2 separate regions of the Oryctolagus cuniculus genome follow, and region 1 is linked to region 2. A link is a contact called in public Hi-C data. All regions are on one chromosome and are shown on one strand. Each heading gives the region's core, a stretch centred on a gene start, on an enhancer-like site or on the middle of the called end of the contact. The rest is flanking DNA. Distances are from core to core; before and after follow the strand shown.

The links. Hi-C and Micro-C count contacts between places; a contact is called where the count stands out from the background.
Region 1: a Hi-C map of an unstated tissue shows a contact between it and region 2, with 5 times the contacts expected there. The contact joins two enhancer-like sites. A contact is called at or near these places in 4 of 6 Hi-C or Micro-C datasets (ear pinna, embryonic fibroblasts, psoas muscle and 1 more).

Annotation. Positions count from the first base shown.
Region 1 is chr4:10,321,424-10,326,510 of mOryCun1.1, forward strand. No RefSeq gene overlaps it. Among named protein-coding and RNA genes, the nearest start is that of CLIC6, 80 kb to the right of the region's middle. Within about 2 kb of position 3,293, at least 1 of the 8 cell types and tissues checked has an H3K27ac peak or open chromatin away from gene starts, as enhancers often do.
Region 2 is chr4:10,182,340-10,187,216 of mOryCun1.1, forward strand. RUNX1 (RUNX family transcription factor 1) reads left to right here. Exons shown (of 7, transcript XM_051833591.2): 3 at 3,056-3,309. Among named protein-coding and RNA genes, the nearest start is that of RUNX1, 160 kb to the left of the region's middle. Within about 2 kb of position 1,787, at least 5 of the 8 cell types and tissues checked have an H3K27ac peak or open chromatin away from gene starts, as enhancers often do.

The DNA.
Region 1 (5,087 bases), core at 2,043-4,542, 140 kb after region 2:
AAAAATGAAGGAAACACATATTTAACAAGATGGGAGACATACTCTCGGCCAAGCACTCTGTTCAGTGTTTCCTGGATTTTTAAATTTTTTCAAATATAAGCTTATCTTTAAAACAAAAGATTTATTTTATTAGAAAGGCAGAGTTGAGAGAGAGGGAGAGAGAGATCTTCCATCTGCTGGTTACTCCGCAAATGACCACAATAGCCAGGGCTGGGCGAGGCAGAAGCTAGCAGCCTGGAATTCCACCCAGGTCTCCTGTGTGGGTGGCAGGGACCTAAACACTTGGGCCATCTTCCGGTGCTTTGCCAGGGGCGTTAGCGGGGAGCTGGATTGGAAGTGGAGCAGCCGGGGCTAGGACTGGTGCTCACCAGGCAGGGGGTGGCTCAACCTGCAGCACCACAACGCCAGTGCTGTTCCTTGGACTTTTAAGGGTGGTAAGTCAGGGTCTTGCTCTTGAGGTCAAACTGATACAGCTAAGGGAGTTGTACCGCATCTTAGACAACGTAATGAAGCAGACTCATCAGAGCCACAGTAGAGCAGCGGCTAACGGAGCACACACGCCCCCGGAGTAGTGGAGGACCACGCGGCTCCAGTGGACGGGGCCCAGGGGCTGCTCCTGTTCCCCGGAGGCCTTCCCCGGGACTCCTCTTAGATCCTGCCATGATTCCTTGGTCTCTCGGTCAAGATGCACAGGAGGACTCTCTGCAAGAATGGCCTGTCAAATGCCGTGACTTCCCCTGGTCAGCCTTTAATTGTGCGACCACGAGGACTAAGACCCTGGGCCGGGCCATGAAGGAAGACCCCCCCCCCTCATCCTCCGTCTCTCTCCACGGAGCTCCAGGGAGATCACGCAGGACAGAAGCTGGAAGACCATTCCACGTCCCACCTGTGCTCCGTAGCACCTGAGCACTCCCTCTGTGTAGGCGACTCCCCCAGCTCCTCGTCCCCATTCTCAAGGACAATGGCAAGCCGTGGGTGGGCTGGCCCAGCCCAGGGAGGGCTGGCCACATGTTGGAGGGACCCTCAGATTGGTGACCAGCACCCTCTGGCCCAGCCAGGCCCCGGAAGCTACAAGGGCTCCGGCCTCAGTTGCCGAAGCATGCTCTGCTCATTCCCCAGCACCCGGGGCCGGCATCCGAGCCGTGTGACTGAGCCCCTGCTCCGGCGTTGGGAGCTGCGTGGGGCCAAGCACACGCTTGCTGGCAGATCCCTCGCAGAGACTCCTCCTCGGACCATCGGTGTGGTATGGCCTGTCTGAGCCAACCTGCGTGAACTTGAAGAAGATCACCCGGAAGAACCCCGGTGAAGAGCTCCCCAAAATGGAAACAGGACACCCCACTTATGCAGCACTTTTCATGTTCAAAGCCAGCGGCTCATTAAGTCATTAACAGGTCTAGTCACTTTTGCAGCTTCAAGACGGAGGGGCTGTCTCTGACCTTGCTCCTGGAGGCGCCCCCAAGGAGGCAGCGAGCGAGCCACGCCCCCTCCCAACCTAAGACAACCACTCAGAGGTGGTTGTTTGCTGCCCCCTGGAGGATCTTCTGAGCATAGCATGTATACTGACCCACACAAATGATGTGTCCAGTAATGGGAAGAAAACAGACGTTTTTGTCAGGAGTATCTGGCACGGCCCACGGCTTCTTAAAGAGAGGAAAATATTAACCCAGAGCATAAGAACTCTCTTTTCAGTCAAAACCTAGACGGACCGTGTCGATACTGAGTTAACAAGTTCCATGGGCGAATGCCTTCCGAATGAAATGAGAAGGCTCCGGAATTAATGGGTGAGCCCCCCCCCCTTCATACATCAGAGAATAAAGGAAGGTAATTGCCCTCGATATTTATTTGTGATTTGCCAAAACCAAGGCAAGGAGGCTTTGAAGAAGTCAAGATCTGATTATAATTCCAGGCTTGGTGCCAATAGGATAAATCGTCTGGCAACTCCGTGCAGAGTTAAGGACTCTGTTTGCACCCGATGCTAACGGCCCGGCATGGCACAAAGCCTCAGGAAGCCCTGGGAAGGGGGTGTGCTGCCTATGTCACTGATCACACTCAGGGTCGTGACCCTCCAGGGACAGCCGTGTCCCTACACTGACGAGGATCCCTAAGACGGCTTCGGCAGGGAGGTGTCTGCTCTCTGACCACGTGGAAGGCAGCCTGGTCTCCATGTTCTCTCAATTTAGGGCTCTGGGCTGGCCTGGCTGGGGCCTTCTTACCCTGGACACAAACTTCTAAGTGAATGAATAAAAGACCCCAACACATACACACACAGGCATGTGCAAAGTGTACGTTCCACGCCATTCATTCTCTCTTCAATTGGATGCTAGGTTTCCAGAAATTTCTACTTTGCCAGACTTGGAGTTGCATGGAATGCACTGGGAATAGGGTGTGCAGGGCACCCCAGCGACTTGGTTAGGAAGACTTCTCCACACTGGGAGCCGGGTCTGAGTGAGCACCCTTGAGGGCACTGGGGAACAGGCAGGAACCAGGTGCACGAGCCCAGCTAACCAGACCTGAGCCGGAGGGAGAGGACAAACGGTGGGAAACAGCTGGAGCCAGGACATGGCTAGGTGGGCTCCTCTCTCCACGCCCCCAGAGCTCAGGCGGGTGAGCTGCCGGCTGGAGGAGGGGTCTGTGGCCAGGGACGCCCAGCCCTGACACACAGACACAGTGGTGTATGCCCTTTAGATAATGGAGCCACAGCCACTGGAGCCTGGCACTGCCCAGGGGCTGCAGATGATGGGGAGGGGGTGTCCAGGCCAAAGAAGGCAGCTCCCGACCCCAGCTGCTGGCCGTGCCAGCCCTATCCAGCTGATGCCCAGAGTGACCCGAATCCGTCCCGGAGAGTCCGGCCTTAGACAGTGTCGCTGCCCGTCATGCCGCAGGCTGGCCAAAACCGCAGGGGGAGAAAAAAATCCAATAACCAAATCCTGGTGACCCCACCCTGTCTGAGTTACTCAGAACTCACTGGCTGGGGTCCAGGGTGCAGAGCGAGTCGGGCTGAAGACTGTCCAAACTCCATTTTCAATTGAAAATGGAACCAAGTCAGCCAAGACAAACCTAGGGCCCTGAGTTTGTAGCAGCAGCTACCACGGCGAAGACACAGTCGTAAGGGGCCCTGGGTGGGTCCCCACCACCCTGGGGATGTTGACACACCCGCACGTGGGTGCTGCTCCAGCTGTCCTATGGAAGCTTATTCACGACAAAACCCCTCGATGGTCCAGAGACTGCTAAGCGCTTTGTAACCGTTGAGGTAACAAAGGCACAAAAATGCCAGGTGACTCACCTAAGCGCCCACTGTAAATGGCCGGGCAGGTTTGGACCCGTTTATCTGGTTCTTCTGCGTGCAATGCTTCTGAGCCTGGTGCAAAGTGTGAATGCGAGAGTGATGGGGAATGTGGTTTGGAGAGTGCGGCTTGCGGGGACAGCTGCACAGGCGGGGACAGCTGCACAGACGCGACCCTGGCTGTCCGTGGACGGTAGGGCTTGGTCTTGCTGAGAACAATCAGGATCTCTGTCAGGCTGCTGGGGGTGGGAGTAGGGTTGGGGGCAGTGCACCCGGGACCAAGCTGTGTGTCCCAAATGCCATGGGTTTGGATCATCCACGCCAGAGGCAGGACACCTCTGGAGCAGGTGTTCATTTGGACCAGCCCTGCAGGGGGTACCACACCTGGGGCTGGGACTTGGGAATATTCGTGCGGTTGGGTCAGGCAAGGCTCCCAAGGGGAGGCACTGAGGAGCAGGAGGATTTAGGCTTGAAGAAGGAATACTGGGGCTGTGCCCAGGGGTCATGGCCATGCCATGAGAAATAAGACACCCCTGTTGAAGACAACAAGATTTGACACTGGGACAGGAGGAACTATCCTGGGGAGGGGCGGGGCTTGGAAAGCAGCCCCCCCCCCCACCAGGGATCGCACTGATGCAGCCCCTCACCCACTTGGGGCACCCTCTCCAGATGCAGGAACCAAGGTGGGGTGAGAAGGGATCTGGCCGCATAGACGGCTCCAGGTTCCCATGTTCCACTGGGGCACTAACGGTGTGTGGTTGTAGCCAATACTTGCTCCAACCAGGGTGTGGCCACGTCACCAATATTTGGTGCCTCAAAGACTTGAGGTGACATCTTGAGCCGCACTTGTCACCATGCTTTGTGTTCACTGCCCATACCCACTCCCTACATAGGGAGCACTTGGGGACAACTCAACTCACAGCGTGGACAGGTGGAGGACTCAGGCTCTTGGCTGTCTCTGGGCCCTGCTGCACAAAGAATTTGATTTCTCTGAACTTTGTCTTCTCTGGAAGATGAACATCTTGAGGCCAGGCTCGTTTATTGGGTAGAAATTTGAAAAGATCGATTAGAAAAATATATACAATGATAATTTATAACGCTGGTCTCTTGTCAGAATTTCTAGCCTCTTCTATATAAAGTCTGCCTGTCTGTCTGTCTATCTACCTACCTATCTACTGTCTGTCATCTATTTATATCATCTATCAATCAAGCAACTATCTCTCATCTACCTCCACTCTAGCAATCGCCATCAATATCCTCTGTCAATAATCTAGCGTTTATCTACTGTCAGAGAAGGGGAACCCGGAGGGGCACCTGCAGCTGACACTAAGTCTGCAGAACGAGCCTGGGAGGTGCCCACCTGCCAGCTGGTGCACCAGGGTCAAGGGCTGGCCAGCCGCTCAGGTGCTGCTCCCTGACCCACAGTCACGGCCCCTTGGGGGCGATGGAAGCCGGAGACCGGAGCGCGCCTGAGAAAACACACAGGCCAAGTGGGCCCTTTGGTTCCAGGACACTCGGGGCAGGTTGGGGCCATCTTTCTTCCCTCCCTCCTCCAGCCCTGGGCAGGCTGTGGGGCACCAGGCAACTAAAGCTCAGTAACTCTCCCTGGGGGGACAGAGCAGGAGCAGGTGGCCCATTGCTGGGCTCTGAGGGCCACTCAGCTCTCCAGGCTTCCTCGGGAGCTGTAAGAAGGCACAGGGACCAGGACAAGCAGCTGCCCATGCTGTGTCACCCCCCTGCCCACTCCTTCCCCCTGAGTGCCGAGATGCTGCACCTGCCGGTGCAGGTCATTGTGCCGGGAGCC
Region 2 (4,877 bases), core at 537-3,036:
GGGCCCACTCGGGGGGGAAGCGTGGAGGGCTGGGAGGAGCCGCGGACGAGTGGGCCCGGAGAGGGCGCCTCTCTCTGCCCCCGAGGACCCGGGGCACCGACGGTCCCAGGCCGCGGCGTCCAGAAAAAGGACTTCAGGGCGAGACCCCAGCCCGAGGGCTCCCCGAGGTCCAGCCGCCAGCTCCGGGCCGCGGCCGCTGCACTTGGCTCCGGCTGCCATTTCCTGTCTTCGCTCCCCCAAACTCAAGCTGCCACAGCAGTGACCCGAAGGCCGCCAGGCGGGCCCCGCGGAGCCCCGCGCCGTCGGGGCGTTCCGGGTGCACTGCGCGGTCGCCGGGCGCCCGGGGCGTCGAGCGAGGGCGGCTGCTGCCCCCTGGCGTCCGCCCCGAGCCCGCGGCCCGCAGCACCGACCCTGCGAGGGCAGCGTCGCGGCGCCCGGCAGAGGCCTCCGCGGCCGGCCCGCCACGCCACGCCACGCCACGGCCGCCGTCTCCCCCAGGCCCCGGCGGCGGCGGCGTGCCGCAACACCCCGTCCGCCCGGAGAGACGAGGCGGGCGGGAGAGTGGAAGTTGTAGGGCTCCGTGGGGAAGCTGAGGCAGCCCACGGAGGAGACGGAGTGCGGGGCCCCGGCGGGGAGAGACCCGGGCGCCGCGGGGACGGGCGCGGGGGCAGCTCCCGCCCGCCGCGAAGGCGGCGTGGGCTCGGCACCCGAGGGCGCTCGCGCGGGGGCCGTGTGCGGGGAAGGCGGAGGGTGGCTACGAGGCTCGGCTTTCTCCCCCGCCTGCGGGGGCAGGGAGCGAGCCAAGCGGGCGCTTGCAACTTTGAAGTCGCTGGTTGCTTGTGGGGGTGTGAGGGTCGGGGGCCGGGGGTCTCTGCAGAGGAGGAAACGCCTTCGATGGCCGCTCCGCGCACTCCGCCAGGGCGAGGCGCGCACGTAACCTAGCCGTGGCGCACTTCACGAAAACAAGCCCTGAGAGCGGAAAAATTAGAAAAAAAAAATGTTGCGGAGCTCCGGCTGGTCTTAGCTAAACCAAGTCCGCGCCACTTGGCCGCCGCTGCCCGCCGGGTCGGTCCTCCTCCCCGGGAAGCAGAGGCGTGCCGGTGGCCCGCCGCGCTGGCCCAGGTCGCCGGGTGGCCGCTGCGTCTTCCCCGGGGCGCGCGGGCTCGGCCCTGCCCGGAGCCCTGCCTGAGGCGCCGCTGCACGCCCTGCAGGCTCTCAGGAGCGGGTATGTGTGCGTGTGGACGCGTGGGCCTTGCGTGGGTGCGGGCGCTCCGGCCGCGCCGCTGCGGCCACCGCCTCCTCCCCGCCCGGGAGGCGTACAGTAGCGCGCGGCGGCGGCGGGGGCGCGCGGGCCAATTCCAGGAGCGGGCGGCCGCGAGCCGCGCCCTGGCTGATACCGGAAAGGCCCGTGATTGGCCGCCGGCCGCCCCTATGCAAACGAGCTGAGGGAATGGAATTCCTCGGGCCGGGCTTACAGTAAAAGCACGTCCATTTCCAGGCACTCTCATTCATAGAGCCAGCGGGCGCGGGCGGGACGGGCGCCCCGCAGCCGGACCCAGCCAGGGCACCACGCTGCCCGGCCCTGCGCCGCCAGGCACCTCGGCCCGGGGCTCCCGAAGAAAAGCCAGCAGCAGCCGCTCTGCTTCCCTGGGCCCTGCGTTGGAGCTTCCTTTTTTTTTTTTTTTTTTTTTTTCCTCCTTTCTGACTTTTGAATGAACTGGCGTCTTGGCTGGCGGTGAACTTTTTACACCCCCCCACACCCCACACCCCGGCTGTTTCCTTTGACTTCTGCGGGAGAAAGTGCGCGGTGGTCCGAGGCGGGCCCGCGAAGATGCGTGTGCGTGGGAGAGGGTGCGTGCGTGTGTAACCCGAGCCGCCCGCGGAGCCTCCTCCCAGGGCCCGCTCCACCTGCTGCGGTTAGGCGGTGCTCAAGGCCGGAGGAAGATCCTCTCTCTCTCTCGGAGCCGCCCGAGCCCGGGCTGACTCATCGAGGCGGTGTAGACAGCGGCTGGCTCCCGAAGAGTGCATGTCTGCGTGTGTGTGTGTCTCGACTGCGCGACCGACTCCCACGAAACCGCAGGATCCGCCGCGAACTTAACCAACACCCCCGACCCCAGTTCGCTGAGAGCGCTGTGCTCAGAGTGCCATCGACCTGGACTTCTCTTTTTTAGTCTTTTCAGGTTAGCTAGACCTCTTTGAAAAGCTGAATTTTCTGCACTGAGGGTTTTGCAAGAGAATATGACAAGCACTTCTGCCCAGCCCTGCTCCAACTACTGAAGCGGATTTCCAAGGCTACTTAGGAAAAAAAAAAATCTTCAGCGAACATTAATGGATTTCTGTTGTGTTTAAACTCTCTACAGATTCTATTGTAAATATTTTATGAAGTAGAGCATATGTATATATTTATATGTGCGTGTGCACATACGTTAGCGGCACGATTTTTGGAAGTCGCAGCCCTCGCTTTTGAAGACAGAAGCCAGCTTTTCATGGTCAAAAGTGGCGTTGTGTATGGAATATACGCGTCTATTTCGCAGTCTGTTGGGACGGTAAACAAAACTCACCTGCAAAACAAAAACAAACAGAAACAAACTGACAGGCGCTTAACTACTGGAACTTCCAAACCGTGTTTGCTGGTCATTTTGCTCTCTGCATACTTTTTTTTTTTTTTTAGGAAGTGTGTATGGTAATTTTGCCTCTGGGAACTTTTTTTGCTGGCTGCCAAAGACTGAACTTAAACTCTGAAGATAGTCTCTCTTTGGCGTTTGCTTTCTGGATTCTGGTCGCCTACTTTTCAGTGCCCTAAGCGGTCTGTCGCTGGGTGCCCTGCGGGGTCCAAGGCCGCCCGGAGAAGCCAGACAGTCCGCTCGCCCCAGACTGTTGGTAACCCGGGCTCCCCGACCTCCCCCAGGGCCCCCCGCAGCCACCGGGGCCCCTGGACTTGTATGCTGGTGTCCGGGGAGCTGCTAGCTGGAGACCCGCGCCCCCTGCGCCGTCCGGTGGGAGCCGTTTGCAGGGCCCTAACTCAGTCGGCTTGTTGTGATGCGTATCCCCGTAGATGCCAGCACGAGCCGCCGCTTCACGCCGCCGTCCACCGCGCTGAGCCCGGGCAAGATGAGCGAGGCGCTGCCGCTGGGCGCTCCGGACGCCGGCGCCGCCCTGGCCGGCAAGCTGAGGAGCGGCGACCGCAGCATGGTGGAAGTGCTGGCTGACCACCCCGGCGAGCTGGTGCGCACCGACAGCCCCAACTTCCTCTGCTCCGTGCTGCCCACGCACTGGCGCTGCAACAAGACCCTGCCCATCGCTTTCAAGGTACTGAGCCCCCGAGGGGGCGGCGGGGGCACGGGCGGAGGCCGGCCTGGGGCGGGGGGGAGGCCAGCGGCTTGGGCGGGCGGGGCCGCCGCTAACCCCGCGCGGCCCCTGGTCCAGCTCCCTGCGCCGGGGATGCGGGGATGCTGCGTTGCCGTGGCGACCCTCGGGCGGCGTCCAGGCGGGCCAAGAGGATGCGGATGGCCCCGGAGACGTCCGAGGAGGAACGCCCTAGGCAGGAGCCTTCCCTGAGAGTCAAAGTCGGAAAAAGTTGAAACCCAGCGGGTGCTGCGCCTCTAGCTCGGGGGTTGAGGCACCAACGAACCATTTTGCCTCTCTGAGCTGAAGGCTGCAGGAGAGGGAGAGAGAGAGAGAGATAAAGAGAGAGGGAGAGAGAGAGATTTCAGTGCCTTCGGTCTGTGCAAATAAGCCCCCCACCTCCCACCACCGCCGGTAGGGACGAGCGCGTCCAAAGTCCACGGCGAGCGTAATGAAGTTTGCACAAGTTGTGCGCGTTTCCAGCCCGCGGTAGCCAGAAGCCGCACGCAGCGACCCCAACTTCTGCCCTGCAGCCCTCCTGCTGCTCTGGGTCGTAGGCTCGCCTCGGCGGAGCCCGGGGGCCGAGAGCCGGGACGCCCCCCGGACCAGCCTCCCTGACGGAGGAGGGGGCGGCCGGGGCCCGGTCCCTCCGGCTGGGCAGCTGGCGTAGGCGCCCCTCCGGCCTCGGTCTTGCCCTAGCTCTGGGCCGCTTTTAAAAAGCTTGGCCTTCGACGGGAATATGTAAACAACCCCGGGCGTTTTTAAACAACCACGCCGCAACCCTGGCCGCAAGCTGTCGGATTTTCATTTCTGCGGTGGGGCCTTGGTCCTGGCGCCTTCGGTGGGGTGTAAGCCGCTCTGTAGAGGTGCGGTTTTCTCAGTACGATCCGTGCGGTCATTTCCTGTTCATTTAAAAGGCTAATGAAGCAGGTGATTGAAGCTGCACACACAGGGTAGCCTTTTTTTCTCTCTTTTTAAAATGTACTTGAATAATTGTCCCCTTTAAGGGGATATTAATTTAATATAAGCTTTTTCTAATTCCAAGGATTCGGCTGGATCTTGGTCTAATTACAATGAATAATGTTTACTGGAGTTCTTTTTCAGTTTTCCACCCTTTCCAAGCTGTGTGCGATTTCTAAAACAAACGGAACACAGTTTGCAAGCGGCCGCGGCTGCTGCGTTGGCCCCTTCCCCCGAGGGTTCTCTGAGAGCGCTTTGCAGTGGTTTGGGTTTGGGGTTTGGGGCTTTGCTTTGGTGGGGGTGGACTGGAAGTCAAAGGGAGCGGCCACTTGACGCTTCCCTCTTCCCTTCCTCTGGTTTATTTAGATCTGAGTTTGGGAGCCCATTGCGATTTCGAATCATTCTAATCCCTTTGCATAAACAGACTCAGCTGGAGAAGCAGGACCTGCTGGGGTCGGGCCTGGGTCCCTTTCAGAGGAGGGCAGGGAGAAGACAAGCCGGCAGTCGACCCAAGAGCCTCCCAAGCCGATGCCCCTTGCACACCAGCCTGCTGGGGACTCCCGACTGCTTTT